2 separate regions of the Mus musculus genome follow, and region 2 is linked to region 1. Evidence: chromatin contacts called from public Hi-C data. All regions are on one chromosome and are shown on one strand. The core of a region is the stretch at or near the end of the contact, and the rest is flanking DNA. Distances in the headings are between cores, read along the strand shown. Region 1 holds the start of Rhoq (ras homolog family member Q). Region 2 holds the start of Msh6 (mutS homolog 6).

What was found. Hi-C and Micro-C count contacts between places; a contact is called where the count stands out from the background.
Region 2: a contact with region 1 is called in a Hi-C map of B cells, with 7 read pairs. The contact joins the promoter of Msh6 here to the promoter of Rhoq in region 1. A contact is called at or near these places in 2 of 39 promoter capture datasets (the 3T3-L1 cell line and pre-B cells) and 1 of 484 Hi-C or Micro-C datasets (B cells).

The regions. Positions count from the first base shown.
Region 1 is chr17:86,961,706-86,964,651 of GRCm38.p6, forward strand. It overlaps Rhoq (ras homolog family member Q), which reads left to right and starts at 1,406. Exons shown (of 5, transcript NM_145491.2): 1 at 1,406-2,042; 2 at 2,595-2,653. The coding sequence starts at 1,901. LOC115488765 (hapless 2-like) reads left to right here. Exons shown (of 3, transcript XM_030250169.1): 3 at 1,168-1,841. The coding sequence ends at 1,841.
Region 2 is chr17:87,973,638-87,976,583 of GRCm38.p6, forward strand. It overlaps Msh6 (mutS homolog 6), which reads left to right and starts at 1,413. Exons shown (of 10, transcript NM_010830.2): 1 at 1,413-1,768. The coding sequence starts at 1,512.

The sequences.
Region 1 (2,946 bases), core at 156-2,655:
CTCCTTTCAGAATACTAGTCTTCGCAAACACAGCCAGAGCTAATGGTGATGCAAGCAGCAAACCTTGCTCTCTTCTCCTTCACGGGAAAGTGTCAAGACCTGACTTCAAGATAGTGTGGTGCCTTTCCTAACCTTTCAGAATGTATGAAGTAACTTTCAGATTTATTAGTGTAGTCAATGCAAGTACCTCCACTCGAATGCAATGGACAGGGTATGGAGAGATGTTCCCCTACGTTCACAAGGAACGTTAAATACTATTTGAAATCTTCCTGGTCGAATTGAAATCAGGATTATGACTTGAAAACTGGCGTCCAGGGTTCGTGGAAGTGAAATGAGGGCATCACAGTAGGCATCTCCCCAGGTGGCCCTTGAACACCGGGAGTGACAGGGAACCTTTTGGTAACCACTTCACTGGTCCCAGTTTCCCCCACCTAAATCCCGGGGGCAAGGGTATGAGTGACCCACGCACCTCTCAACACAGCATTTTCTACCACTATGAATTGGTGAGAGGAAAGGACTTCCCTGTCAGCAAGCTTGGGGGTAGGCTGCGGTGTGGGGTCAGTCAGCGCAGAGTGAGCCTTCGAACCAAGACCGTACATTTAAAGCAGCACTCGGCCACACAACTAACTGGCCCTGGCCAGACAAGTGTTTCCGGACTTGCCAGACAGAGGCGCAGGGTTGGTCCTGAATCACTGGCCAAGTCTCAGAGCGCGAGGCTACATCATACCTCAGGGATCACAATTGAATACTTTTGGAGAGACGCTTGGAAGCGAAAGGAAGCCTCGGACGATGTCGCCTCCAGGGGGAGCACAAATAACATCTGTGGTCTCCTGACAAGGGCTCGCCCCTTTGTGGCTGGTTGGGGGTGCAATATGCTGCATCTCTTAGTCACCGATTTCATAGAAAATGACTCAAGCTCGTGCTGCGAAAAGCGTGGGGTAGTGATGCTGAGGAGCAAGCAATAAGCCAGAAGTCTCAGTTTTCCAGTTCCGAGACCCACCACCCTCCCAGCCTCCGCACACCTTTCTAATTATTGTTATTAATTATATTTATAACCCTCTTGGCCGCTGTTCCTGATTTCTAGTTGCGTGGAGCACTTGCAGGCCGACGAGATGGCTCCTGCCTTCCAGGCAGAATTTAAATATACACATCTGTATAATGTTGCAGAATTGCGTCACCGTGGAAGTCGTCGTGATTCCCCGAAAGGCCTTCACGTCTCCTCCGGGCACCGGGGCCTGCGGACGCTTCCGGGCTTTGGCCGCACTTTCGCGAGGAGCCCTGGGCTCCTTCCTAGCGGCTGCCCAAGAGCCCCTCCCCCAGCCCCCATCCTCCCGGATACAGGGCGCCTCCTCCTCGGCCTCCGCGCCCGACTCCCAGGGAGTCAAGCTTGGGTGAGCGGCAGGAGCGCACGGCGGGCGCGGGCGCGGGGCGCGCCGCACTCCGGAGCCGCCCGGACCGCCCTCCCCCACCCCCCTTCACCGGCCCAGGAGGGCGGGGGCCGGAGCGGCGCGGGGCGGGCAGAGCCGCCTGGCCCCTCCCCTCCGCCGCCCTCCCCAAAGTTGCCGACTCCCCTGGGGCCGGACGGTCTTATGATCCGGCGGATCCTCCTGGGGAGGCCGGGCCGGGGAGCGGGTTCGGGCGCCGAGCGGCGGGGCCAGCAGGCGGGCGCGGCGAGCCGGGCCAGGGCGGGGAGCGGGGCAGAGATCGAAGCGGCGGCGGCTGCGCCCCGGGCCCGCCGCACCTTCTCCTCCGGTCAGGGGAACCGCTGCATGGGGCCGGGAGGGCGGCCCTGCTGCGCCGAGCGGCGGCGACGGCGGACCCCCCAAGCGGGCTGGGGCTGAGCCCGGGGCCAGGGCGGGGGCTCCGGGGGGACCATGCCCCGAGGCCGGCCGGCCGCAGCATGGCTCACGGGCCCGGCGCGCTGATGCTGAAGTGCGTGGTGGTCGGCGACGGGGCGGTGGGCAAGACGTGCCTGCTCATGAGCTATGCCAACGACGCCTTCCCCGAGGAGTACGTGCCCACTGTCTTCGACCACTACGCAGGTACGCCTCTGCCCTGCTGACTAAGGGGCTGATCCCCGGCTGGGAACTTTGGAGCAACTTTGGCTGAGCCCCCTGGCTTGCCTCCCCTGAGCGTGCTCCCCTCCCCCGCCGTGCCCTCTGCCTGGCGGCTTCACCCCCCCCCCCAAGCTGTGCCTCTGGTCACCCCACCCCTCGCAGCAACTCCCACCCCATTCCTATCTCCCCCTTCGCCCCGTCTCCCACACTTTTCAGTCCCCTGAGCGCCCTTCTTGACCTTCCAGCTGCCTCTTCCCTTACTGCCCGAAACCCCTGTAGGGGAAACATCTGGGAACACTAGTAGACGTGGCTACAGGGTTTGGGGGGGGGGGGGAGTGGATGGCAGGGGCCACATTACACCTATATCTCATGCAACTTGGCAGTGAAGTGGACTCGGATAAAAGGGGAATGTTGTCTCCTGGGGAGCACCCACATGCTTCCCAGTATTTGGGAAAGGAGGTTACTGTGGGGAGCCAAAGTGCTAGATCTCAGATCACTGTGAGCTTCTCTCCCCACCCCCCACTTCTGTCCTTGCAGTCAGCGTCACCGTGGGGGGCAAGCAGTACCTCTTGGGACTCTATGACACAGCTGGACAGGTGAGTGTTTTGGCTTCTGGCCGGTTCCCTTACCCCCATCTCTCGCCAATTCTGTGTGGCTGTGGAGGGCCTTTGGAAACTGAGGTGTCTAGGTGGGAGGGTGTGTTTTGGGGGGGGGGGCTGCCTCAAGATCAGGTTGGTTTTTTTTTTCTTAAGTCAGCAAATTAAGGAAACAAACCCAAAAGAAAACGCAGACCAGCGTGAACCCCGCGATGTGAAAAGTTTTTGACTGTATGGGTCTTTACGTGTGTTGCCTGGTGAGTGGGTCCCAACTCCTGTTGCAAAGTGGCAGC
Region 2 (2,946 bases), core at 163-2,662, 1.0 Mb after region 1:
TTTTGTCCAACAAAGCAAATCTTTTTACCCTTTTACCAAAGTGAAGGTATTGCTAGCCAGAGCTAAGTCCATTCTTACTTAGAGCTGAATTAAGTCTCCCAATTTCTCTCTCTCTCCTTCTTGATTTAGTTGTTTTTTTTGTTTTGGTTTTTTTTTTTTTTTTTTTTTTTTGTGACAGGGTTTCTCCGTGTAACAAACCCTGGCAAGTCTTGTAACTGTAGCCAGGGTTGTCCTTGACCTCAGAGATCCACCTGCTTCTGCCTGGAACAATGGGGTTAAAGGCACACACCTTCGCGCTCAGCTCCAATTTCTTGAATTTGAATAGGAGCTCCAATTTTCGAAAACGCCCTGTAATCAACCTGGCAGGAAGACATTCTGAGGAGAAACACTTGGCTCCCTTTGGCTATCAGGCAATTGAAATAATGGACTCCAAAGAATTGGAATTTCTCCAGGAATTTTTTGGTGGGAAGGGGTAAGACAAAGCTTCGAGTTAGTGTAGAGGAAGAACTTGGTTTCTGGAAAGAGATTTCTCAAGTATCTGAAGCTCGTTGAATCCCCATGTAGGACAGTCTGGAGCAGAGATTATGGTGGGTCAGACCACCTCTTACAAGACCATTCTGGTTCCCGTCGCCCGGTTTAAACCAAAACTTCACGTCAGTACCCCCAAAGATGAACTTCCGGGGGGGGGGGGCTGAACTTTATCTTCCTAATGTGGCCCTTTGAAAAAAAAATCTGTTTTTTTGCTATTTTCTCTATTATTCGACTACTGAGGATGAGTGGGAGTTTAGCTCGTTAGGGTTGCTAGGGCCCAAGCGTTGACGCTCAACATTACCTTAGCAATCTCAGTTTCTAAAATATAAAAAATTCTGCACACTTATGCTAAAGGGCTCAGATAAGACTGGACCTTAACTGCCCATCTCATATAGTAAGGCGTAAACTAGTTGAGGCAGTGACGGGCCAAGGAAAGTTTTGTGGGTAGCTGGTTTTGTGGATAGCTGTTCTTGCACTTGGCATTCACAAGTGCCGCTCTGTACAATGCTCTGCGAACGCACCGTACGTGGCAGACAGCAACAACCAATTTCTCAGCTCCTTTCAGTCCAACCGCAGGACCGCCCGCAGGGCCAGGTGTTTCCGCAGCGAGCTCGACGCGGCTTCTCGCAGGGTGCACCCCGCCGTTCCAGCAACCGCGCAAGCCACTTCCGTCTTCTTGGTGCATACTTGCCCGGGTAGCCACCGCGAGCTCCACTGCTTTGCAAAGGCTCAGTCTCAAGGCCCGCCAACCCGAGCTTGGGGGCTGGGCCCGCCCCGCCCCGCCCATCTACGCCAGGGCACGTCGCGGGCGGGGCCCCGCCCACCGCGCAGGCCGACACGCCTTCGGATTGGCCGCTGGGCTACGGATGCTCGGGTAGGACGCGCCTCCTCCCGACTTTCCCGCCAGCGGCGGCCGCGCGGTGGATGCGATCCTTGTAGGCGCTCGGAGCCGTGGCCCGGTCTGCCCGTCAGCCTTCATCATGTCCCGACAAAGCACCTTGTACAGCTTCTTCCCCAAGTCCCCGGCACTCGGCGACACCAAGAAGGCCGCGGCCGAGGCCTCACGCCAAGGTGCCGCTGCCTCTGGAGCCTCCGCTTCCCGCGGCGGGGATGCGGCCTGGAGCGAGGCTGAACCCGGGTCCCGGTCCGCGGCGGTATCCGCCTCGTCGCCGGAGGCAAAGGATCTCAACGGAGGGCTGCGGAGGGCCTCCTCCTCCGCGCAGGCCGTGCCTCCCAGGTAGCCGGCTCGGTCGGGGCTGCGGCGGCGCGCGGGTCTCCCGGAAGGAGGGGGAGGCTGCTCCGTGCCAGGCGGCGGGAGGAGGGGCGGCCTGCCGGCCCGGGAGAAGCGGGGCCGGTGCCCGGGACTCTCGGGGGACGCTGCGAGCAAGCGAGCGCACTCCCACTGTGGGGGTGGGGAGGCTCGGGAGGCTCGGGGACGGAGACACCCTCCCCCAAAGTGGCCGGAGCGGGAACGGTGGGTGTCCTGCTGCGATCCGCGGCCTGAGGGGGCGGGGCGGATCGGATCGGGCAGGGAGCTCCTCCGGGTGGCGAGCCTACGGTGGGAGGAAACTCGGGTTGCAGGTGGAAGTTTGTAGATAGTGAAAGCGGCGCTCCGGCTTGGGACGACAGTTTTTTTTAACCCACCTTTTCACAGGAGGGAAGAGTGCGGGAGATTTTTCGCAGTTAGTGGGTCTTCGGAGTATTGGGCAAGCCCTGGGCAAGAAGGTTTACTGGGGGAAACTTGCCTGGAGTTGTACTCGCACTTTGTAAATTTGGCTGTCGTTTGTAGGAACGACTAGAGACATTTATTTTATCTATTTATTTTCATTTTTTTTCGAGACAGAGTTTCTCTGTGTAGCCCTGGCTGTCCTGGAACTCAGACATCCACCTGCCTCTGCTGGGATTAAGAAGTGTGCAGCGACTTATTTAAAATGTAAAGAGTTCTTTCTGGAGTCCAGTACTCTGGAGTTTCAGCTTGGGCACCAGGAAGAGCTGGCGTATGCTCCTGGGGCAGAGAAAATGATTTTGGATCTCTAATTTCTTTCCTTCCCTTTGGCTATAAAGGACACAGTTCAGACACAGGTAAACACAGAGGTGTATTTTGCCTCCGTGTATGTATGTGTGCCCATGTGCATGCACGCTGCCTGAGAGAGGCCAGAGGAGGACCTCAGCCTCTGTAGTTAGAGATATTGTGAGCTACTGGGTGGGTGCAGGGAATCAAACCTGGTTCCTATGGAAGAATGCCAGTGCTCTTAACTGCTGAGCAGCTCTCCAGCCCCATTATTTCTATATTTTTTAAAATTACCTGTTAGTGTGTATATGTGTGTATGCATGCTATAGTAGGTTGTGGAAATCAGAGGACAACTTAAGAGTTGGTTCTTCCACCAACCGTCCTGTGGATAAAACTCAGGCCAT